Linked DNA regions of Pan troglodytes: region 2 is linked to region 1. A link is a contact called in public Hi-C data. All regions are on one chromosome and are shown on one strand. Each heading gives the region's core, a stretch centred on a gene start, on an enhancer-like site or on the middle of the called end of the contact. The rest is flanking DNA. Distances are from core to core; before and after follow the strand shown.

Evidence for each region. Hi-C and Micro-C count contacts between places; a contact is called where the count stands out from the background.
Region 2: a contact with region 1 is called in a Hi-C map of induced pluripotent stem cells, with 2.1 times the contacts expected there. The contact joins two enhancer-like sites. A contact is called at or near these places in 3 of 7 Hi-C or Micro-C datasets (induced pluripotent stem cells and stem cell-derived neural progenitor cells).

What each region holds. Positions count from the first base shown.
Region 1 is chr7:32,118,345-32,125,460 of NHGRI_mPanTro3-v2.0_pri, forward strand. No RefSeq gene overlaps it. Among named protein-coding and RNA genes, the nearest start is that of NKX2-6, 57 kb to the left of the region's middle. Within about 2 kb of position 3,642, at least 1 of the 24 cell types and tissues checked has an H3K27ac peak or open chromatin away from gene starts, as enhancers often do. A contact at or near this core is called in induced pluripotent stem cells, where this site is marked.
Region 2 is chr7:32,331,902-32,339,017 of NHGRI_mPanTro3-v2.0_pri, forward strand. No RefSeq gene overlaps it. Among named protein-coding and RNA genes, the nearest start is that of STC1, 120 kb to the left of the region's middle. Within about 2 kb of position 4,295, at least 5 of the 24 cell types and tissues checked have an H3K27ac peak or open chromatin away from gene starts, as enhancers often do. A contact at or near this core is called in induced pluripotent stem cells, where this site is marked.

The sequences.
Region 1 (7,116 bases), core at 2,392-4,891:
TTCTGCCTTGTTTGTGAGGCCTCCCCAGCCATATGGAATTGTGAGTCCATTAAACCTCTTTCCTTTATAAATTAGCCAGTCTCAGGTGTGTCTTTATTAGCAGCGTGAGAATAGACTAATACAGAGTTCATTGCTATGGTGGAGGGCAAGTTTGGGGGACCCTGGCAAAGAGAGAGCTGGGGCTGTGTTTTTGCTTGGCAGAGGGGGCATGCTCACGTGGCCGAAGTTCCAACTTTGGGAAAGGAAGATCTTTTTGCCCTCAGTTTTTGCCTGATTCTGTAGTCACAATAGACCTAGTTCTGTCTGTGCTCTGACTTCCCTCCAGAATCGCTGGATGTTCTGGTGACATTTGGGATGCTCTGCTGCACATTCTTGGGTCTCTCTGTCCTCACTCTGAGCCAGAATGCTGGCTGCTCACTGTGCCACCTCCAACCCCTTTTACCCATTCCCCCCAGTGGTGAAATGGGGGTGGCGGGGGCCACTCCTGTGCTCCAGGAGCAGGTGAGGAGTTCACAAGCTTAGGATTCTGGTTTCTTCCACCGACTGTTCAGAGTATTCCCACCTCCAGCACATTGGCTTCTGCAGGACTGAGGGCACCTGCCTGCTCATCTGGCTCCTGTCCTTGGTCAGGGTGACCCAAAATGAGCTCTGCTAGGTTCTCTCTTCTCCACCAGAGCCAGAGGCTGACAGAGAGGAAGGCTGTCGGAGGTGCTGCCCCTATGACAGTGGAGGAATGGGGGCTGGGGATGTGGGGATATGAGCAAAGACACGCAGGAGATTCACTGTCCTATCCGTTTGATTGTTTTCTTCCCCTCTTTTCCACTCCCATACGACCACACTCATCAAAATAGGAAACGATGTCATCACTTATGTGCATGCCTCCCCTTCGTGCGTTGCTCTGGGTCACCACTTCCTGTTTCTGAGTCATCAGGAAGGTAATTTCCCCCAATGCTCAATATCCTCCAGGACACTGTGATCACTCAGCATCTACCCAGCTTCCCCTCCTCTATCCGTTCCATAAAAACATACCAAAAAGACCACCCCCCGCACCACTGCAAAAAAGACCTAAACTAAACACCGTGCAGCTGTTGGTCTGAGTTGCTGCAAGCTCACAAAATGCATGGGGACCACAGCCCCCAGCCCTATCTGGAAGGACGGCTGATTGCCTGGATTTAATTGGATAGTTAAATACAGATGAAGATGATTCTGGAGTACAGATGAGTCCTGGTGCAACAAGATCTGTCAGAGACTCTGCCTACTAAGGGAAGTGGGGTATTTGGCTGCCCCCTAAAATAAAGAATGAATCAAACTGCCAGAACAAGACACCCCAGGAGGCATGAGATGGCACTGGAAGGATTTGTGTTAGAGTCAACTGAAGCAAAACTTTAAGGAGCGAGTCCTGTAGACAGCCCCTCACTGCATTTTTCCTTCCTTCCCCTCCTTTTCATCCTCTTTCCCCTCCTTTTCATCCTCCTTCCCCTTTTCCTTCCTCCCCTCTTTCTTTTTCTTTCGTTCCTTTTTAAGTCATGCACTACACTTTCTGTCTGCCTTTCTTTTTTTTTTAATCTGATGTTCACAAGAGGGAAGTGACTGATGATAGGAACTAAGTGCTTGGGGCTCAGTAATTCATTCAACAAACAGTTATCAAGTATCTACCATGTGGCAAGCTCTTTGCTAGATACTGGAGCTCTGAGATGTGTAAGATACCTTTCTGGCTTCCAAGAAGCTCACAGTTGATGGAGTGTCATGTAAATTAGTAACTGATATAGAGTGTGGAAAATCACATCATGGAGGTGACTCAGGGATTGTGAGAACACGGAGAACAGACCACATGGCACAACTGGGTGATGGTGGAAGATTCTGGAAGAGCAGTCACCGGAGCAGAGGCTTACAAGGTGGAGTAATTACTAGGGCACTGTCTGAATAAGGTGTTTGATTGCTGGAGGGTGAAGAAGGAATGGAAACTGAAGAAACAGGAAAGGGTGTTTAGGTTGACATTTTTGAGGAGCTTGACAATGGAAAACCAGAGGATGAGAGGCAACAGATGTAGGGTTCAGTTGTTTCATTGAAGGGACATGTATTGTGAGCGTGTGTATGTGACAGGTGCTGACCAGGCACCAAGTACCTGAAAGCGGATGAAATTGTGCCCGCAGCCTTAATGTTCTATTGGGAAACACAAACAGACACATAATAGACATTTTAAGTAAAATGTGAGAAGTGCTATGATAGAGCTACCGACAGAGCTCAGGGCAGCATCTAGTGAAGCCTGGGTGTTCAGGGAAGGCTCCCTGGAGAGAGGCTTCTAAGCGATTTCATTTTTGAAACTGGTTTTTACTTTTACGTGAAGTTTTAAAAAGTGATCAAATATACGTAACATAAAATTTACGTTTTTAACCATTTTTTAGTGTACAGTTCAGTGGCAATAAAAACATTCATATTATTGTGTGACCACTACCACCACCATCATCCATCTGCAGAACTTTGTCATCTTTCCAAATGGAAAGTCTGTGCCCATTAAACACAAACTCCCATTTCCCCATCCCCCAGACCCTGGCGGCCCTGTTCTGCTTTGTGTCTCTGTGAGTTTGACTCTTCTAGGTGCCTCATACAAATGGAATCATACGGTATGTCTTTTTGTGACTCTTATTTCACATGGCATCCTGTCACAATGTGTCAGGATTTCCTTCCTTTTTAAAATTTATTTTTTGAGACAAGGTCATTACTCTGTTGTCCAGGATAGAGTGCAGTGGCATGATCATGGCTCACTGCAGCCTCGACCTCCCCAGGTTCAGCTGATCCTCCTGTCTCAGCTTCCTGAGTAGCTGGGACTACTGGAGTATGTCACCATGCCCAGCTAATTTTTAAATTTTTTTGTAGGAATTTTTTTTTTTTTTTTTGAGATTGAGTCTCACTCTGTCGCCCAGGCTGGAGTACAGTGGTGCTCTCTTGGTTCACTGATTCCTCGCCCCCCACCCCAGGTTCAAGTGATTCTCCTGCCTCAGCCTCCTGAGTAGCTGGGACTACAGGTGCCCACCACCACGTCCAGCTAATTTTTGTATTTTTAGTAGAGACAGGATTTCACCCTGTTAGCCAGGCTGGTCTCAAACTTCTGACCTCCAGTGATCCGCCCACCTCGGCCTCCCAAAGTGCTGGGATTACAAGTGTGAGCCACCACACTTGGCCTGGATTTCCTTCCTTTTTAAAGCTGAATAATATTTCACTGTATGTATAGACCTCATTTATCCGTTCATCTGACATGGACACTTGGGATGTTAAATGATATTTTTGAGTACAACATGGGCAAGGTTAGGGGCTGAAAGAGTTAAGTGGGATTCGAAACTAGAGCAGCAACAGGAACCAAGGCTCAGAAGGGCATTTTTGGTGGCCCTGCCTGGGTGAAGGAAGGGGCATGCATTCCACTGAGGTTGGCATAGAAAAGCTAGGAGTGGATTGGGAGGACGTAGGTAGGCTGTGGGTAAGGACATGGGACCCTGAGGTGGGTCCTGTCCCAGAGCCTTCGTTTTCTTGGCAGATGCAGGAGGGAGGCTAGACGGAAGAGAGGCCTGGTGGCAACAGGGCAGCTGCAGCATGAAGATCCAGGTTTGGGGTCCACGCAGGGACCATGAGCAGCACCCTCTGCTGGAGCAACTGGGGGAGCTGAGAGTGCCTGCAGGTGGACACCTGGCCGCACTGCGCATGACTTCCTCCTGCAGCTCCCAGGGGCTCCCACTGTATTCATAGTTTCTCCTTTTGTTTGCCCTGTCCTCTGAGCTGTTATTCAACAGCTAGAATTGTGCAGCATTAAAACCAGTGCCACAGAGAACTTTAAACAGAGACAGATCCAAATACGTCCTTCCTGAGAGCCAATCTCCCTGGGAGCAACTCATTGCCTCTCTTCTGGAGCCCAGCAGCTTAGCCCGGCTTGCACCTGTGACATATGAGTTAACTACAGCTGGTAGCCCTTGTGGACCAGAGCACGACTTTGAGGAGACAGATGATGGTGGATTGGGCAGGCTATTGAGCAGCTCTGAGCCTTGGTGTCTCCATCTACCAAGAGGAAATGATGATGGAGCCGTGGGGACACACGTGAGAGCAACACAGGTGAAGTGCAGAGCAGGAATCCCAGCTACCGCTAAGGGTTCGGTGTGTTGGCTGCTTGGGTCCCATCATAGGGCTTAGTTGTTAGCTGACTGCTCTCCTCTCATCGTCACGCTCCAGCCTTATGCACTGGAGTTGCCCCCGTCCACTTAATCTTAATCCCTTTCTAATCAGCCCATGGCGGTGAGAAGATATCGAGTGTCAGCAACCTGGTCTGGTGAGTGCCCCTCCCCGTTCTGTGTGAGGCTTCTGGGCACAGCAGCCCTGATACAATTTCACATATTATTTGGGCTCATTTACCGGGGCTATTTTGGAAGCTTGGCTTTGTGAGGTTTCTGGAAGCCTGGCCGGACATTATGCAACTGCTTTGGTCTAGTGTACTGAAGACACTGAATTATATAGCCAGTGGCCCTAAGCCCGTAGAAAATTTGTGGGGAAAGCTGGTGAAATCGAACTTCTTAGGTTCCTTCCTAGCAGAGAAAGAGAGAATTTGAGTTCAGAGGCTCACTTCTCCTTAGAGAATTCACTGACCTTAGAGAATTCAGCTGTGAGCTGCTGAGGACAGAAGGGTGGAGAATAGACAGAGGTGGGCTTTCTTGGTCCTGAGTCCTAACACTGGGGACAGGAGATCTCCAGAGGCCATGACTATAGAGGAGAAGAGAAAGGAAAAGGAGGGCACAGGAGGAAAAAGAAAGGAAAGAAGGGTGGGGGTGGGGGCGGGGGGGTGGGGAGAAAGAGGGGACTTTGTAGAAAGAAGACACTGCAAAATGTTCAGTAAAGAGCTAATTTTACTTCCCAGCTTCTTCCCAGAGAGGGCTCACTGCACTCTGCCTCCCAGGTTCAAGCGATTCCACTTCCTCAGCCTCCCAAGTAGCTGGGACTACAGGCATGCGCCACTATGCCCAGCTAATTTTTTGTATTGTAGTAGAGGTAGGGTTTTACCATGTTGGCAGGATGGTCTCGATCTCCTGACCTCGTGATCTGCCCGTCTCTGCCTCCCAAAGTGCTGGGATTACAGGCGTGAGCCACCGTGCCTGGCCATCATGTTTTTTAAAACTTGATTAAGGCCTTTGAGGTAGGTGTTATTTCCATTGTGCAGATGAGGGGTCTATGTCTTGGAGAGGTTAAGTAACACATTCCATCTTACCTGGCTTTTCAGCAGCAGAGCCAGGTCTCACCACAATTCTGTCTGGTTCTGAAGCCATTACTTATGGTACCTTTTTTTCTTTTCTTTTCTTTTCTTTTTTTTTTTTTTATGGAGTCTCACATTGTCACCCAGGCTGGAGTGCAGTGGCAAGATCTTGGCTCACTGCAACCTCTGCCTCCCAGGTTCAAGCGATTCTCCTGCCTTAGCTTCCCAAGTAGCTGGGATTACAGGCACGCACCACCACACCCAGCTAATTTTTGTATTTTTAGTAGAGATGGCGTTTTGCCACGTAGGCCAGGCTGGTCTTGAACTCCTGACCTCTGCTGATCTGCCAGCCTCGGCCTCCCAAAATGTTGGGATTACAGGCATGAGCCACCATGCCTGGCCTCCTTATGGTACTTTATGCAACCAAAATGTTCTGTCGATTCCATCCCCAAAATATGCCCTGGTGCTCTTCACTTCCCTTTATGACCACAGATGTATCCAGGCTAGGTTGCCATCATCTTGTACCTGGCAACTTGCAATAGTTTCTTAACTGATCTCTCCCTGCTTTTGTCTCTCTTCAATGCGTTCTCCACAGAGCTGCTAGAGAAATCATTAATCTTAAGCGGTAAATTGGCTCATGTCAGACCTACACATAAAACTTCACAAGCTTTCAAAGGTACCGTAAGGAATGGCTTCAGAACCAGGCAGAATTGTTGTGAGACCTGGCTCTGCTGCTGAAAAGCCAGGTAAGATGGAATGTGTTACTTAACCTTTCCAAATGCTTTCCAACACACTTGGACTAAAATCCAGACTTCTCTCCATGGCCCACAGGATCTGTAAGAGTTAGCTCCCTTTCTTGGAGGGTCTCAAATGCATTCTTGAGCCTTGTTGGTACTGCTGGATCCTTTACTCAGCATGCTGCAGCCACACTGGGCATTTGGTTCTTTTCTGCCTCAGGACCTTAGCACATGCTGCCATTTTAGAAAGGGATGATACTCCCTCCAGTATTCATCTGGATAATTCTTTTTCATCCTTTGGGTCCCAGCTTAAAAAACCATTTCCTTATAGAGTAGAGACCTCTGAACGCCTAACCTAAATTAAACCTTCCCTGTGCTTGGAGTTTCCTGGTAAGCCAAGAAGGAAACATGGTCCATTACAAAGATCTCATTGTCAGAAATGGGAGAGAATCCTAGTTCTTCATGATGAGAGTTTCCTCTGGCACAGAATTTGTAAAGAAATTTCCTGCACGGGGCCTTCTATAGGAATCATAGGCCAATGTAAAGGACAGATTGTCCTCAACAAAAACCACATGGTTCAGAGTGGACTGGTTAGATAGGAAATACTGAAAGGTCTCAGAGGTCTCTGTTGGAGGAGTTGACCAGGGAAGGCTTCACAGAAGAGGCAAGAACTTGGTCACGTGGAGGGGAAGTATTTGGAATAGCTTGAGAAGAAGACAGCTGAGTAGGGCTTGATTAAGCATAGGAATTGAAGCACATAAAAGACCATAACACATTGCCCAGTGTGTGATGGGTGCACAGTTTATCTTAGTTTAGTTTCTTCTAGTCCCTGAAGGAAGGTTACCATTTGTCGGCATAATCCATGCCTTGACTGTGGTAACTAGTACAGCTTTTAGGCCAATCCACAAAGAGGCTAATCCCTGCCCACTTTCTGTGTCCACTTACCCTTTTTCCACCCAAAAATCTTAGCAACTCTGCCCCACAGGGCTGGTACCAGGGCATGGTAAGCCAGGCACCGAGAGTGCTTGTTGGGTGATCCTGAGAGAGCACCTGCTTTGATGTTGCACCCTAACTGCAACTCAGTCCTGGGACCCTAACTCACGCTGGCCAGTGTCTGACCTTAGCCCATCAGGTCATCATCCATTTGTG
Region 2 (7,116 bases), core at 3,045-5,544, 210 kb after region 1:
GAAATGTGCAGATGGAACTCAGGATTTTGATGAGAGTGCATACCGGGGATTGAGAAATTATTCTTTGATTCATTTGACTTACAAATACTTATTGCACATCTCCAAAGTGCCAGGCACTCTGTTGAGAGAAGGGATCGGATGGTGAATAAGACAATTAAGGTGCCTGTCTTTATCGTGCTGACAGCCTAGGGGAAAATTCAGATAAGCAAACAGGAAGTTATACATAGAAAATTATAATACCTTGGCAATAGGAAATGGGGAGTTAGAGGGTGAGATTTAAAATGGGATCTGAAGGATGTGTAAGAATTAAGCAGATGAAAACACGGTTAGAAGAGAGACATAGAGGACAGCGTGGGGATCGTGTGGAAGTCAGGAAAAAAGGATGCTGTCTAGGAGACGGGAGCTGTTTCCAACCTGGCTGCTCATGAACAGAATCTGGCCCAAAAGCTTATTTGATTTGGCCTGCATTCTGCTTTCTTTCTTTCAAAAAATGAAATCATTGCCAATATTTAAAAATCCTGGATTTCTGGTTTCTCTAGAAATTTGCATTCTCTTGTGGCATTTCCTGCTGGTGTTGAGATGGGGCTGTTCCCTTTCCAGGTCGGCCTGCCTCCCCACCCCTCTCAGTTGACGCCAATGCTGTTGCCCTTTACTATCTCATTTACATTGTTAGATGGGCCTATTTCCTTCATTCTGACTCTCTGCATTGCCCTCGTTCACATTTAAATGTGCAATTCTTGATTGCCTGTTTGGATATATCACCATTTGGTACATGTTTACATCATCCAAGATGATGGTAGATGTAGCATTAGGGGAAAAATTACCCTATCAAAGAGGGATTCTAGAAGGCACCGCTGAAAGGTCTGGAAGGGAAGGGAGGCTTGGCAGAGTGGTCAGATGGGTGGAAGCACTTGGCCATAAGAGGATGAAATGCTGGAGAGGACAGTGTTTGTGGGGCTGCCATTGAGAATGGCAGACAACAGGATGGGGAGACACTGTGGGCTACAATCTCTCCAAAAGAGTAAGTTCTAGCAATCCCCTGAAGGAGGATGTTAATAAGAATAGCCAATCATCATGGAGCACTTACTATACATCAGCTCCTGTTCTAAGCACTCTGGAATCATTATTTCCGTTATTATCATAACAATGCTAGGAGAAAGTACTAGTACTATATCATTTTTTTGGCAGATGGGGAAACTGAGACAGAGAGAAATTGAGCCATTAAAATTAGATAATGGCAAAATCAGGATTTTATTCCAGGCCTTGTGACTCCAGAGCCTGAACTCTCACCCCAAAACTATGAGGGAGGAAATTTGAAAGCGGCATCACCGCAGCATGAGCCAGCTGGGCGGGCTGGATGAACTGCGGTTGAAAATGGTTCCTTGTCTCTAGGATTTGCAGAGACACCAGCCTCTCTGGAAGGAGCTAACTTCATTCTGGATGACTTGTGTCTTCTTGATTTTAATTAGTTTGTTTTTTTAATTTTTGGGCAGGCTCCAGAGAGAGGCTCCCAGCCTGAGGCTGCTGGCAAGTAGATGCCTAAGGCCTGATTATTAGAGGACTGATGTCATGAGCTAGGGCAGTCAGACAGTGTCGTGATAGTCCGATGCCTGGGGTCTCTAGGTCAGATGCCTGGTTTCTTGAGGCTGACCTAAGTACACAATGCAGTCCAGGATTTTTATAAATCTATATTTATTATTAGTCACAAGCACTCTCTCAGTGTCGGGCCCTGCCTTGAGCTTTGTCTGTTGGGGTCTTGTGTAGTCAAGCGTGGCGCAAAGGTACACAGCCAGCCCCGGCGTGTTTTGTGAGCTGTGACTAAGCTTCAGAATGTATCCTCGCTTGGGTCTTGCTAACATGACTGAAAATGTTCAATATTTACAGCCTACAGTTCTCTGCTTCCACCTCCATGTTTGTGATAACCTCGCTTTAGAATGAAAATCCTGAAATTCTTATAGCTAAAGCTCCCTCTTTCTTAGACGACGTCTATCTGAGAAGGGATAATTGAATTCACAGAAGTAGATAACTTGAGCTGTAAACATGGTTTATCAATTCAAATCTTTTCAATATGGTTTGGTTTATCTCTTGGCCTGTCTTGAGTCCCGGGGACCCCCTGAGGAACAAACATAAACCCTTCCAGCTCCTGGTTTTGATAATTACCCTTAGCATCGGCTGCCAGGATTTCTTCCTAGCAGTATAGTGCCAGTTTTCCCTCTGGTTTTTCCTTCTTTTGCTGAATCAGAATAAGGCTCAGCATAGAAGCCCTCTGTCTTGCAACATTTGCCTAACATGTGCATTTCAGACTAACCGACAGCAATGTTGCTGTGGCAGTTTGGACTTCCTAGAAATAGCATTTTCATAGTTGGAGGCATGTTAAAATAATAAAAGTAGGCTGTCATCCCTGGGTTATGGGTGAAAGAGCTATTTATAGATGAGCAAAAAATCCCCAATGTGATAACTTACATTATTGTACAAGGACAATGGAAAATTCTTCAGAAGACAGATAGTATAAAAGGGATTTAAAATTAACCTCGTCATGTTTTATTCATCAAGACCTTAAGTCGACTTATTTTTTTATGAAGGCCATATAATTTTGATTCCTTTTACCTCTCTTTTTAAAAATAAAACAGCAAGCCATTGAAATAATTATACAAGGTCACAAACTGTGGTCCTACTGGCATGTCTTGCCTGAAGACCGATTTGTTTTGCTCAATAAATATTTTATAAAATTTTAGTTTTTAAGTCCTTTAGCCTGGGCTCGTTCTTTCTAGTTTATATAGTCTGCAGTGTGCTCTATGGCAGCACTGTGGGCCGCTTTGGATGCCCGATGAGTATTACCTTGTGCAGATCATGTTTCTTCTATGCCCTCGTCTTTGTGCATATTGTGTCCTCAACTACTGTATCTTTCTTAACCCATTCTTTGAATGCAAATCTTACATATCTCATACACTACTTCCAAGAAGACTTCTTAGGTTATTTTTGTCCATGGCTATCTTTTGCCTTTTTTTTTTTTTTTTTTTTTTAAGATGGGGTCTCCCTCTGTTGCCCAGGCTGGAGTGCAGTGGCGCAATTCCAGCTCACTGCAACCTCTGCTTCCTTGGCTCAAATGATCCTCCTGCCTCAGCCTCCTGAGCAGCTGGGACTACAATCTCACACCACCACACCCAGCTAATCTTTGTATTTAGGGGCTTTGCTTTGTGGCTAGGGCTGGTCTCAAACTCCTGGACTCAAGTGATCCTCCCCACTGGGACTCCTGAAGTGCTGCGATTACAGGTGTGAGCCACTGCGCCTGGCCACTCTCTTGCCTTCTTAATTCTCAACACATGTAATTCTCAAATGTTAGGGATCAGGTAGAGGAAATGTGATTATTGAAATGTGTTATAATAATGTTATAATGATACTTAAGATCCTTGAGGACAGGTACCATGCCATCCAATTGAAAATGCACACCTCAGTGTTGGCCACAGCTTACACATTGTAGTTCTTTTGGATTGCATAGCATTTCAGATTTACTTGGTTCATTTGGCACTTCAAATAATGAATAATCAGTTGTTGGAAAGTAAAAAAAGAAAAAAAGGAAGGAAGAAGAAAAAGAAAGAAGGAGAAAGGGGGAGAAGAGAGGAAAGAATTTGGAGCAATATAATTCCTAGAGAATCACCAAGATTAAAATCTGATCAGATCTTAAAGAACACTTAGGGACCCTCCCTCAGATTATGAGAAAATAGAGACACAGAGAGTGAGGTGACTAGTTGAAAGTCACACTGCTAGTTAATAGAAGCATGAAACTAGTAATGTAGTCTGCCAATTTCCACTCCAGTGTCATTTCTCTCTTCCTCCTTCCCTCTGTGTATGAGTGTGTGTGCATATGTCTGTGTGTGTATGCACCCCCACACACATTGTTATATATAGAGTATGTTTTGGAAGTCTCTCTAACAAAAACAAAAGCCCACTGACCCAGCATCAGTCTTTTTGTGTTGATGGAACAGGATTAATTGAAGCTGTAACATTAGGAATATATAGTTAATTTGATTGAGAAGGTTAGGGAATCCAGCGATACGTTTTAGAAAAGTTTTCATCTGTAATGGTTAAACAATTGTTGGTGCTTTAATGTGTCAGAAACCTTCAGTTAGCTAGAAAGCTTGACTGTCCAAACCATCTCCTTCCACCGGGTTTACAGATAGTTAAGCTTGGATTGCATTTCAATTAGTTTGCTAATGTGAAGCCTCAGCCTCTCTGAGTCTTTGGAGCAAGACAGAGAGGCTCCAGGTGGAAGGAGTGTCCTTGCAGACGGTTTCTCTTGCTTTCCTGCCCTTCGTGTGGTGGGGGATTGATATGCAGCTGTTCTCCAGATGCCAGCTCTTCCCCAGAAGCAGCTGCGTCTCAGCAGGGGCCCCTTCTATCAATGTGACAACCTGCTGAGGGCTTTGGAACTTTTCCAGATGTAAGGCATGTTGAGGCTATAAAACATAATCATTAGCATTATTTCCATTTTTGTTTTAGAGTCTCAGCTGTTAAAAGTTTCTTGTACAGATTTAGGGCTTAATTGTTCTCATTTTTCTTCATAGGTAGCTTCTTTTAGACAGCATGGGATCTTCCCTTGGAGCTGGTTTTCCTAAAAAGAAAGAAAGAATAGCTATGAGTAATGTTCCTTGCTTCTGGCTGGCTGGAAAGGCTGAGATTAGAGAGCAGTCTTTTCCCAGCTGCAGTTATATGAGTGTCTGTGAGCTAAACATAATCGTCCATGGCTTTCTTTTGCTGAATCACAGGCTTTCTTTTGCTGAATTCACTTGGAATCAATTTCTTCTTTCTTTTTTTTTTTCTTTTCTACCCTCCCTTTCCTTTGTGAACACAGCTCTTATCTTTCATATAGCCTGGAGAGGATCTCTTCTTACTTCATCCTTCTTGGAATCTATGCGCTATTCAAGAGGGGCAATATAATTTTTTTTTTGGGGGGGAGGGTGTTACTTGAAGATTAACAAGCTAACATTACTTTGCATGAAAAAAATGATTTTATACTGAGGGTGGAGAAAATTTGAAATAGAGAACTTGAAGGTTTCTGAAAATATTAATCAAAGAAACAGATAAAATAATGACCTTGAATAAATTTGCCTACAGAAATTCATCTTATTGGTTTATATTGTAGTCACTTTGTCTTGAAAACCCAATTCCTCAGTGCACAGTCTCAGAATCACACTGAGTTTCGATGACAGGATTAGAAATACTCACACAACTCCATGCTGGTCGTCGTAGGCAGGCGATTTATGGCATCAGCGGTAAGCATCTCATGCCAGGAGCTGCTGAGAAGGATTTGTTCACACAGGGAACCCAATAATTGGCCAGAGGAGAGAGGCTCATGCATACTGATATCTAAATACCCTGCAATGTTTTACAAGTCTTGAATTAGACATTCAGAAGGTCCTTGTCAGCTTCCTAGCTTTCAGAAAGCTGGACAGGCAGGCCCCCAAGGGACTTGAGCTGCAGCCCTCTCTGGAGGCTGGGTGTGGGGCTAGGTGGATTCCTGAGATCCACAAGCCTGTCTTCTCCAGTGAGCTCCAGTGTCTGCGAAGAAAGATGCACAGGTTAGACGGAGGGTGCAGGACCTTCAATCAGAAATCCCTTCTTTTGCTTAATAGCATAAAACAGTATGTGTAGTAAGATTCTGTTTTAAGAATACACACACACACATACACACACCGCTATCTATCATCTCTTTATCTAAAAATGTGTACCTAAAAGAAGGTAGACATAAAGCTGATATTGCATTGATTTTGAATAATCTATGTTTTCTTTTTTAGATTTTAAAAGCATTTTCTGATGTTTCTTGTATTTTCTATTTTTTTCAATAACACGAGTTACCTTTATAATCAGAAAATATCTAAAGATGCGTGCAAATCTACTAAATATTTGAGCCCGCAAATTAACATCAGAGTTGGACAGGATCAGTGTTGAGATTCTTTTCTCTACAAATCTACTGGAATCCCAAGTACTCTGGAAAGCCACCCTATAAGTCATAAAAGCTAGCTCAGGCAGAGCAGTAGAAAAACACAGATCTGCAATATTGCTATCGTTATTGCTGGTGGATTTCTCTAATATCCATACTTTTATTATCCCATTTTGGCTAGTTATGTGACATATACAATTGTGAAAGTGCCCGAATCTCTTAAAGATCTGTGCATCTTATTGTATATTAATTATATACACGTAAAATAGAAATAAAAATAAAAAATCAACATAAGGTGAAATGTGCAATTTTAGACCTTTTAAAATTTCTATGGGACTATTTTTGCACAAATTGGTGATCTGGTCAGAAAAACGCTCAGTGGGAATAAAAAATGTGATATTAATAATATTAGCAAAAGCTATCACTTCCCCCAAGAAATAGCAGCCTCCAAAATGCTGCCTCTTATAGAAGACATCAGTGTCAGGGAAGGAAGGCACTGAGAAAAATCTCTTAGCTTTTATAATTGGGAGAGTAACAATAGCGTGCGAGAAGCTCTGTGATGTAAAAATGTTTGAAAGATACAAAACATCATCTGGCATTAAATCACTGAAGAAGGCAAGAACAAGATAACATACCTGGGATGTCTTTCATTTTATAAGTAATAAAATCACATTCAAATGGTGATGTTTTCCCCATCAGTGTTTGAGGCTGCGCCCCTCCCAATGTGTGGGACATTTTAATAATAAGCAAATGGACTTAAACCCTTGATAAAGCCAAAAGCTTATTTCCTAGGCCTTCTTTTTAATTTCAGTGGTGCAAGGTGAATTGGAAAACCAGTTAGCTCTGTTTTGTTCCAAATATTTAGCTAATGAAGTAAATTTAGAAAAAAATTATTCTAATTATTGTCTCAATCTTTAATCTTCAGATAGAGAATCATAAGAATTGTGTTTCTTATAATTATTATAAAAATAGTATTTTAAGTTTTTGGTGCATGATAGTTTTTAAAGCATTTTCACATACTTGATCTCAGTGAATTACCCTAATACCCCTCAAAGAAATCAGGCTAAGAATTACTACTTTTTATTGTAAGGAAAATGAAGTTCAGCGAGGTTATGTGACTTTCCCAGTCCACTGCTAGAAATTGGAGCTGTTCCTCTCAGTCTGGATTCTGATAT